Linked DNA regions of Macaca mulatta: region 1 is linked to region 2. Evidence: chromatin contacts called from public Hi-C data. All regions are on one chromosome and are shown on one strand. The core of a region is the stretch at or near the end of the contact, and the rest is flanking DNA. Distances in the headings are between cores, read along the strand shown. Region 1 holds the start of TTPAL (alpha tocopherol transfer protein like). Region 2 holds the start of OSER1 (oxidative stress responsive serine rich 1).

Region 1 (4,767 bases), core at 778-3,277, 260 kb after region 2:
GTGGTTGGGATTACAGGCCTGGCTAATTTTTGTATTTTTAGTAGAGACAGGGTTTCACCAGGTTTGCCAGGCTGGTCTCAAACTCCTGAACTCAGGTGATCCACCTGCCTTGACTTCTCAAAGTGCTGAGATTATAGGCATGAGCCACCGCGCCCGGCTGTTTTGGGGGTTTTCTTTTTGAGACAGAGTCTCGCTCTGTCACCCAGGCTGGAGTGCAGTGGCATGATCTCGGCTCACTGCAACTTCTGCCTCCCGGTTTCAAGTGATTCTCCTGCCTCAGCCTCCCGGGTAGTTGGGATTACAGGCGTGTGCCACCATGCCCAGCTAATTTTTGTATTTTTAGTAGAGACGGGGTTTCACCATGTTGGCTAGGGTGGTCTCGTCGTACTCCTGACCTCAAGTGATCCACCTGCTTCAGTCTCCCAAAGTGCTGGGATTACAGCCACTGTACCCGGCCTTACCTTACGTGTTAAAAGATTTCACAGATGTGATTAATGTAAGGATCTTGAGATGGTAAGATTATTCTGGATTATCTGGGTGAGCCCAGTGTAATCCCAAGAGTCCTTACAAGAAAAGGGAAGCAGGAGGATCAGTCAGTAGTAGATGTGACAACAGAAGCAAGAGGTTGAGGTGATTTGAAGAAGGGGCCATAAGCTAAGGAATGCAGGTGACCTCTACAAACTGTAAAAGGAAAGGAACTGATATGCTTCCTCAAAATCCCCAGAAAGAATGCAGTCTTGCCAACACCTTGATTTCAGACTTTTGACCTAGAGAACAGCAAGAGAATATATCTGTGTTGTTTCAATCCATGAAGTTTGCAGTAATTCCTTGTAACAGTAACGGGAACATAATACGTAGATTTAGCAAAGAAAACAAAATCCAGGATGCCCAGTTGTCATATTTGAATTTCCTATAAACAACAATTTTTAAAGTATAAATGTATCCCAAATGTTGCATAAGACACGTGTGTGTGTGTGTGTGTGTGTGTGTGTGTGTTTGGAAAGGAACATACTTAAATGTTTATCTAAAATTCAAACTGTAGTGAATGTTCTATATTTTGTCTGTCAATCCTAGAAGTGGTGAAACTGAAAGCAGGAGTCAAAACTCATGATTCGCAGGTCCCCTCCACACTGCTGCCCCCTGCCCCTCAATCTAGTATCTGGCAGAAACTGCCACTTTCTTGTGGCCCTCATGGGTCACTTACCATCTTCTTGGGACTCCTCCTGCTCCTGGGGTAAGAAAACGAAAAGACTGTTTAAGGTCGTCTCTTTGGGCTCAGAGTTCTCCTGGACCACCAGAATTTCTCTCTAGAAATGGCTTAGTGTCTACTCTGCCTCAGAGGGACCTAGGAGATTTGCCTCAAAGTTGCAGTTGCACAAAATACTTGCGGGGGGATCTTATTGACTGGGGTGGGAGTTAGTAAAGCCTTTGTCTGGAGGGAACGTCATGAACCCCAAAGCAGGAAAAAAGTAATTATTGAATCAGGCTCCAGAGCAAGAATCAGGTTTCAGATAACGAAACAGAAGCCCAAGGAGGAATGGGGACTTGCTCCAGGTCACTCAGTTAATGACAGACAGACGTCCCCTGGTTTGGAATCTCCCCTTTTGGAGCAGCCAGTCCTGACAGCAGCCGTAGCTGGGGGGAGATCTAGAATGCTAATCCTGAGGTCTGGGTTTGAAGCCCTTTACGGCCTTGATTGCCAGTTTCCCTTTCCTGAAATAGGGGAAATGCATAAATATGAGGAGTTAATGAGATCATTGGATGTTAAACAACAGGTGCATGTTAGCATGTTCCTGGAAAATGGCAGCGTCTTTCCTTCCTTCTTTGAGCCTCAGTTTCCCCATCTATAAGTCGCGTTTGACAAGCGGCTGGTACCCAGCCATTCCAGGTCCACAGCACGGAGCTCTGACAGCCAGAGGGCGACTGAACGCCAGCGTTGCGGGGAAGTGTCACACATGCGCGCTCCTAGGCGGAGCCCCGCCTCCCACGCCCCGGAACGTCACTTCCGGCGCGAGGGGCCGGGCCGGCCGGGCAGGGAGTGCGGGTCGGTTCTGTGCGCGCTGCCGGACGAGGCTCCCGCCGCCGATTGACCCGCGCTCCGCCCGTAGCCGGGCCGGTGAGTGCCCGCGAGCCTGTCCGTGTGCCGTGGGGGCTAAGGAGAGGGACCCCTGAGAGGGAGGGATAACCGGAAGTGGGGACCAGAGGAGCGAGAGACCCCAGGAAATGGGGACACCTGGGGAGGGGGTGACAGCCGGAAGTGGGGGCCTCGGAAGGTTGTCCACGGGATGTGGGGTCTGGGGGCTCTAGGAGAGATGGCTTCCTGACCTCCTCTTGTTGAGAGGAAGGAGTGAAAAGGAAAGTGATGCTCCAGAAAGCGATGGGTTTCAGGTGGGGGAGATCTCTGGCTTCACCCTTACCAATGGTGTCTGTATCTCAGTCATATGCCCGCCTGTCAGCTCATTCACCAGCCTGTGACTGAGCCCTGCTGAGCGCTCGGCATTGCTGAGTCCCTGGAGAGTCAACATGAAGTTCCAGGTGGAGGGTAGAGATTAGAAGACCAGGGTGGGGCTAGATGCATCCTTGCTCTGCCTCACCGGGTGTGCCCCCTTGGGCGCATCGCTTAACCTATAGCCTCCGCTGATGTGTACAGACCACTGCCATGTGCCAGGCACTGGGGGTGGCAGTGGACATGGAAGACAAGCCCTCTGCCCTCGTGGAACTTACATTCTAGGGGACAGTCCTTTTTGTCTTTTGTAAAATGGGAACAGTAATAGCGCTCTCACCAAATACTGTGAAGATTAAATGAGGAAATGGGTAAAGGGCTTAGCAATGCTTGATACATGGTAAAATGCTCAAGTATGCATTCTCTTCATTCCACTATGATGTAAGCTTCATTAGGCGAGGAATTATATTTGCGTCTGTGTTCCCAGTGCCTGTGAGCACAGTGCCTGACATACATGGTAGGTGATCAGTAATTATTTGATAAATGAGTGGGTGGTAAAACTGACTCTGGAGAGTTCTATGTAAACGCCCATGGCATTGGACTGTAATTCTAAAAAAGAAATAGGAACCCAGTTCTGTGGAAAACTGGAGGGAATCACCCTCAGGGAGTTTGGGAAGGATTCACAAAGGAGGTGACATGGCAGCTGGGCCTTGAAGGCCATGAGCTGTCGAGTTAGGAACAAATTAGAAGAGGAAATTCCAGGCAGAGTGTATCAGAAGTGCACGAGTTGTTCCAAGGATGATGGCTCATAGTTTGTTTTGACTGGCATTTAATGTGCATCAAGATGGGATGAGATGGAAAATGAGGCTGGAGAGGGGCTTTGAGGTGAGGCTTGTACCTTGTGAACACTGTGGTTTGTCGCTCAGGTAGACACTAGATGGGACTGCAGGCATCTCTTGGTGGCTTCCATAAAAACAAAGCCATAGGTGTTCCATTCCTCACTTAGCATATCTCTGCCAACCAGACTAAAGTCATTCAACAAATATTTATGGAGTGCAGACTATGTGTCTAACACCACGTTAGGTGCTGGGTTTAAGGTAATGAACAAGACAAACTTGGATGTTGCTCACAAATTGCCAACAGACAATTGCAACAGGGTGGGAGAAGTGCGGGCCACCTAACCTGGCCTGAGGGTCAGCGAAGGCTACCTACTCCAGGCCACCAGCATCTCTCAGCTGGATTATTACAATAGCCTCTAAATGGTCTCTGCTTCGGTCCTCACCCCCTTAGAGTCCATTCCCAAGACAGCAGAGTGGTCCTTTAAAAAAAAAAAAGTATATATATATATATATATATATATATATATATATATATAGTAAATATATATATATATAGTAAATATATATATATATATTTTTTTACTTATTTGAGATGGAGTCACGCTCTGTCGCCCAAGCTGGAGTGCAGTGATATGATCTCAGCTCACTGCAACCTCTGCTTCCTGGTTTCAATCGATTATCATGCTTCAACCTCCCAAGCAGCTGGCACTACAGGCCCACACCACCATGCCTGGCTAATTTTTGTATTTTTAGTAGAGACAGGGTTTCACCATGTTGGCCAGGCTGGTCTCGAACTCCTGACCTCAGGTGATCCATCCACCTCAGCCCATCAAAGTATTGGGCTTATAGGCGTGAGTCACCACACACAGCCCGAGAAAAAAATTTTAAAATTAGCCAGTTGTGGTGGTGGTGTGCGCTTATAGTCCCAGCTACCTGGGAGGCTGAGGCAGGAGGATTGCTTGAACTTAGGAGTTCGAGGTTGCAGAGAGCTATGATTGCGCCACTGCACTTTAGCCTGGGTGACACAGCAAGACCCTGTCTCTTAAAAAACAAAAAAGTGCATGAGTTCGGGTCCTCTAAGAAGCAGACACTAGGACGAGATTAGACATGCTAGAAATTTAGAGGCAACCGTTGTGAAGGACAACACCTGGGGAGGGAGCTGGTGAAGTCAGGAAGAGCCACGGGCAGTGATGCAGATCAGCTCCTGTGAATGTTTGGGCAGCAAGTCTCCGACTGCAGGGCAGTCCCAACAAAGGTTTGGCCAGGCCCTCAAGCAAACACTGCCTGTTAGAGGAGTCCCATGTCTCACTAAATCATTGGCTAGGAGCAGTGGGGCCACAGAAGGGCTGCGGAAAGTTGTGGCTTCCCCTGGATAGTGGATCCTAGAGGGACAGCTACTGGAGGCCCTTCATCAATTACGTTTTCCCAGCAGGAGATCTGACCGGCACATATGTTACATGGGTATGTGGTAAAAAATTCAAACAG
Region 2 (4,238 bases), core at 385-2,884:
TAATAGCATGGCAGGTGATCACCCTAGATGTTAATACAAACTTTACATTCCTGTTGACACACTAAAAGATCTATCATCTAAAAACCAAAACAGGCCAGAATTAAAATCTGACTACAGATTACAACTTCAGGAATGAAGTTCTGTCTAAATGATTTTCAGACTTCTAGCATTTTTAACTACTCACCTTTTTTCTCAGTTATTTTAGCCAAAAGCAAAGGTGAGCGTTAGGCATGACCTTAAGGGCCAGAGAAGAGCATCTCTGTAATTATAAAAGGCTCATTAAGCTCCTCTGCATCCCCAGATCCCCATTCACTCAAAGAAAGGGCTGTACAACTAACTCCGGACAACAGATACAATTGGCTTGCCCTTCTTCATTAATACCAAATTTGTGGGAGGCGGTCTTGGCGTTTTAACTGCAGTGAACTCTTGAACAACATCCAAAGAGATGAAACTTTAAAAAGCCTATTCGAAGTTACTTCATGTTAAGTCAAATCAAACCGGGCAATTTAACTTTGCCTCGGATTTTCCACAACCTTACAAAAATTACAGTTATTCTAAGTTCCTCCATCAAAAGGACGAATTCCTGGTTTTCTCTTTCAACGAAATGGATGCGTCACAATCTTACTTCTATCTTGCCGTTTTAACCAAGACCTCATTGAACCTCAAGTCTAGGTCTACATTTCCACGCCCGAGAAGACCTAAGAACGATCAAGAAGGGATGGCGCGGGTAAGCGTTGTTATCACAACGTTAAAGATTTCGAAACTCCCAGACCACCAGGAAGCGTAGAGTATGGGGTAGAAAACCCTGTCCAGCAACTCGAAGAGGCAAACTAGACCGGGAGGAAACAATCGGTCCCCAGGACAAAAAGCACATTCACACCTCTCCGTGCAACCCACTCATCCCTTTACACTCGCAGTGCTGCAGCCAAACCACGAAGTTCTTTCTTTTCACCCAGAGTCTGTGCCTGTCGCGGTTAAACACAAACGGAGAAAATTCCTGGTCAGAACCCAGAGGGGTAGGAAGTGGCTTGAGGTGTGAGGACAACGCCGAGGAGGGAGCTGTCCAGGGGCTCTGCCCGCCCGGGGTCTCCAGCTGGAAAGTTGCGCTCCTCGGGAGATTCCCGGGGTCAGAACGAGAGGCTGGAGTTGGAGCGAGGCACCAGGGATGCGGAAGAAGAAAGGAGTGGGGCCGAAGAGGTAGCCAACGAGAATGGGGCTCCGAGGCGAGAGGGAAAGGGCGGGAAGGGGCAAAGGGCGGCCAAGGAGGACGAAAAGGGGAAGCTGTCGCTGGGCGGGAGACGGCGGAGGAGCGGGACGGGGCGGGGTCCGCGGGAGAACAGGAAGGCGGGAAGGGGAGAGAGCGCGGAGTCGGAGCTCCAGCAGGCACAGGCCGCGGCGGATAAGGGGGCGCGGAGAGGCCCAGGCCCGGCCCAGGCAGGAGGCGTCGGGAGACGACGCGACCCAAGGCGGGCGGGCCCGGGAAAAACCGCCCGCGGCCAGACCGGCTGTGCAGGCCGAGACGCTATGCTGCGGCCCCTCCCCGTCACGTCAGGGCACTTACCGCCTCGCAGCTGGGGCGCTCCGGTGATGCGGTGCAGTCAGTTCAGAGCGTCTCTCCCGAATCTCGGCGCCCGACTGACCCGGATCCAAACCAGCCAAAGGGGCGGCCCGCGCCTCGGGAGTCGCATTGCGCCTGCGCACTCCGGCATGCACCCCGCCCCCTACCCATGCTCCTCCCACCCCGGTGACTCGGCAGCGCGGCAGGGGACGGCTGCGCAGGCGCAGGGCGGGGGCCGCGCCTCTCGAACGCCCCGCACCCGCCCCCCTCGGAAGCACGTGCGCCTTACGTAATTTCCTGTTATTCTTCGGTCTGCCTCCTCCCAGTGGCGTGGATTTCCTCCCGAGCAGCTTTTGGGGCGTGCCTGCTTCCTCCTCTCTGTCAGGTGAGTGAATAGGTGTCATTCTTCGCAGTCGTTCTCTGCCTCCACCGCCCCGGCATCTCCTTGTGCTTGGTCCTCTACCTGGAGTCACCTATGCAGCGGAATTCCGCGGGGCGGGGGCGAGGACGTGCGGGGGTCTTTATGGCAGCCAATCCCCGGCTGAGCGCTTGGCCAGAGTTTCTGTGATGCTAGAATCTGGACTGCCTGCGACCTCTCCAGGACTCGGACACCAACCCTCGCCTCCTGGTGATCTTTCAGGACCTGCAGAGAAGCGAAGAGGTATTGGACGTGGCCAGGGTCAATAGTGTGAAGCCAGAATTAGAATTGAATTGAAATGCCTCGGTTTTGATATCGCTGTGTTTGTCTTGAGGCAACTGCTTTTCCTCCTCTGGGCCTCTCAGTTTTCCATCCAGTAAGTAAAGAAGTTGAACCTTATCGGTGAATCTCATGTTTTCAGGCGTAGACTCCTTTGAGAATCTGGTAAGAACTGTAGACCCTCTTGCCAAAGAAATGCACCTACACACCAAATTTGGCAAAAAGATTTAGGCAGTTCACCAAAGGAGATGAATTTTAGGGTTCTTTACATTTTTCTGATTCTGAATGTTGCTCAGATGGCAGGCGGGAAAAGGTGATCTGTGCAACAGCTGCCACCTGCTTCATCACCAGGACTGGTTCTGCTAATCTAGCTGTGCCTCTCCTCGCCTGGCAGTCTCCAGCTCCACGTCTGCACTTCTCAAAGCTTCATGAGAACAGATGATTTTGCTCAATAGAGTTGGCTGGTGTTGATTGTGGCCCACCCCTAGAGTGAGGGTTTTTCCCTGAACCAAAACTGGCCCCATCCACCCTCATTCCCCAATACCTTAGTTGTAGTCAACTGACTAGATAGGCTGCCGAAGATGGTTTAACTGTGTCCAGCTTAACTACAGCCAGTCTTTGGAATGCCTGGCCTATATTCGTAAATGAAATCTAACAATTTATTGTATAACGTTGTTAAACATAAAGCATGAAGTTAGCCTTGGGTAAAACATTTTAAATTCTCGTCGTTCATACCAGAGGTTCAGTAACTGACGGGATGAAAGAAAACTGTTCATTGTAACCTAATGATGCTAATTAGATAGCATTAGAGTATATTAGAGATTAGATAACTTGTTCTAGCTGGCTTTGTCCTTTGTCTCACAGTGCTGGTAAGTCAGGATTTAAACTGCCCTTCTCAACATCTCTTGGAAAAGAAAAAGCGGGAAATATGATGCATTTTTGTTTCTCAGACCTTGCCAAGTGAAATGTATCAAGACCAAATACATCTTTTTAAGCTGCCACTTCAAAATATAACTTCAGATAAAATCTCATATATCCTTGAGAAGGCCGGGCACGGTGGCTCACACCTGTAATCCCAGCACTTTGGGAGGCCGAGGCGGATGGATCACTTGAGGTCAGGAGTTTGAGACCAGCCTGGCCAACATGGCGAAACCCCGTCTCTACTGAAAATACAAAAGTTAGCCGGGCGTGGTGGCACATGCACCTGCAATCCCAGCTACTCAGGAGGCTGAAGCAGGAGCATCTCTTGAAGCCGGGAGGCAGAGGTTGCAGTGAGCCGGAGATTGCGCCACTGCACTCCAGCCTGGGCCAACAAAGCAAAACTGTCAAAAAAAAAAAAAAAAAAAAAAATCTCATATATCCTTGAGGGGAAAGAATTGTCTGAATCCTGATTGAGTTCCCAGAGCTTAGCACAGTTCCTGGGGGTTAGTAGGTACTAAATACAGTTTTGATGAATTCTCATTTTACCTGCTTTCCATCCCTAATTATATTAAATACTAAAAACTAAAAAGTTACAATATTTCATTTTGTGTAAGCACATCTCCATCATAAAGCGTTAGATGCTTTCCAAGAATGTGACTCATTACTCAGGGAGTACTTGGAAGATGAGAACCTCTTGTGAATACCGAAGCCTGTTAACTCACACACCTGACGTGGCCGGAGGTTCTAAGTCATTATAGATAGGACTGGCTCACGGTGTGGTACATCATGACTTGGAATGAGATAGAAAAGCAACAAAATGGGGTGGATCTGAGTGAACAAAAAGCCAGATCAGTGTCCTATACCAGCAATTCCGGGTCTTTTTAACCATGGGAAAAAAGCCTGAATTTGTGTGTGGACTTTATATTCAAGAAATCAACTTTGTATTAATGCACATGGTAATGCCATTTAATTAAAAAGCTGTGGTAGATGTAAAATTCCTCTAACAGTGCTTCCTTCTTGTTACAAGTGTCTTGTACATACTTTAGTAGGAGAGACTTAATT

What was found. Hi-C and Micro-C count contacts between places; a contact is called where the count stands out from the background.
Region 1: a contact with region 2 is called in a Hi-C map of fetal cortex germinal zone, with 2.2 times the contacts expected there. The contact joins the promoter of TTPAL here to the promoter of OSER1 in region 2. A contact is called at or near these places in 3 of 14 Hi-C or Micro-C datasets (cortical neurons, fetal cortex germinal zone and liver).

The regions. Positions count from the first base shown.
Region 1 is chr10:97,309,904-97,314,670 of T2T-MMU8v2.0, forward strand. TTPAL (alpha tocopherol transfer protein like) reads left to right here and starts at 2,028. Exons shown (of 5, transcript NM_001265955.1): 1 at 2,028-2,116.
Region 2 is chr10:97,054,490-97,058,727 of T2T-MMU8v2.0, forward strand. OSER1 (oxidative stress responsive serine rich 1) reads right to left here and starts at 1,635. Exons shown (of 4, transcript NM_001277969.1): 1 at 1,562-1,635. It overlaps LOC114670320 (a long non-coding RNA gene), which reads left to right and starts at 1,858. Exons shown (of 3, transcript XR_013399976.1): 1 at 1,858-2,219.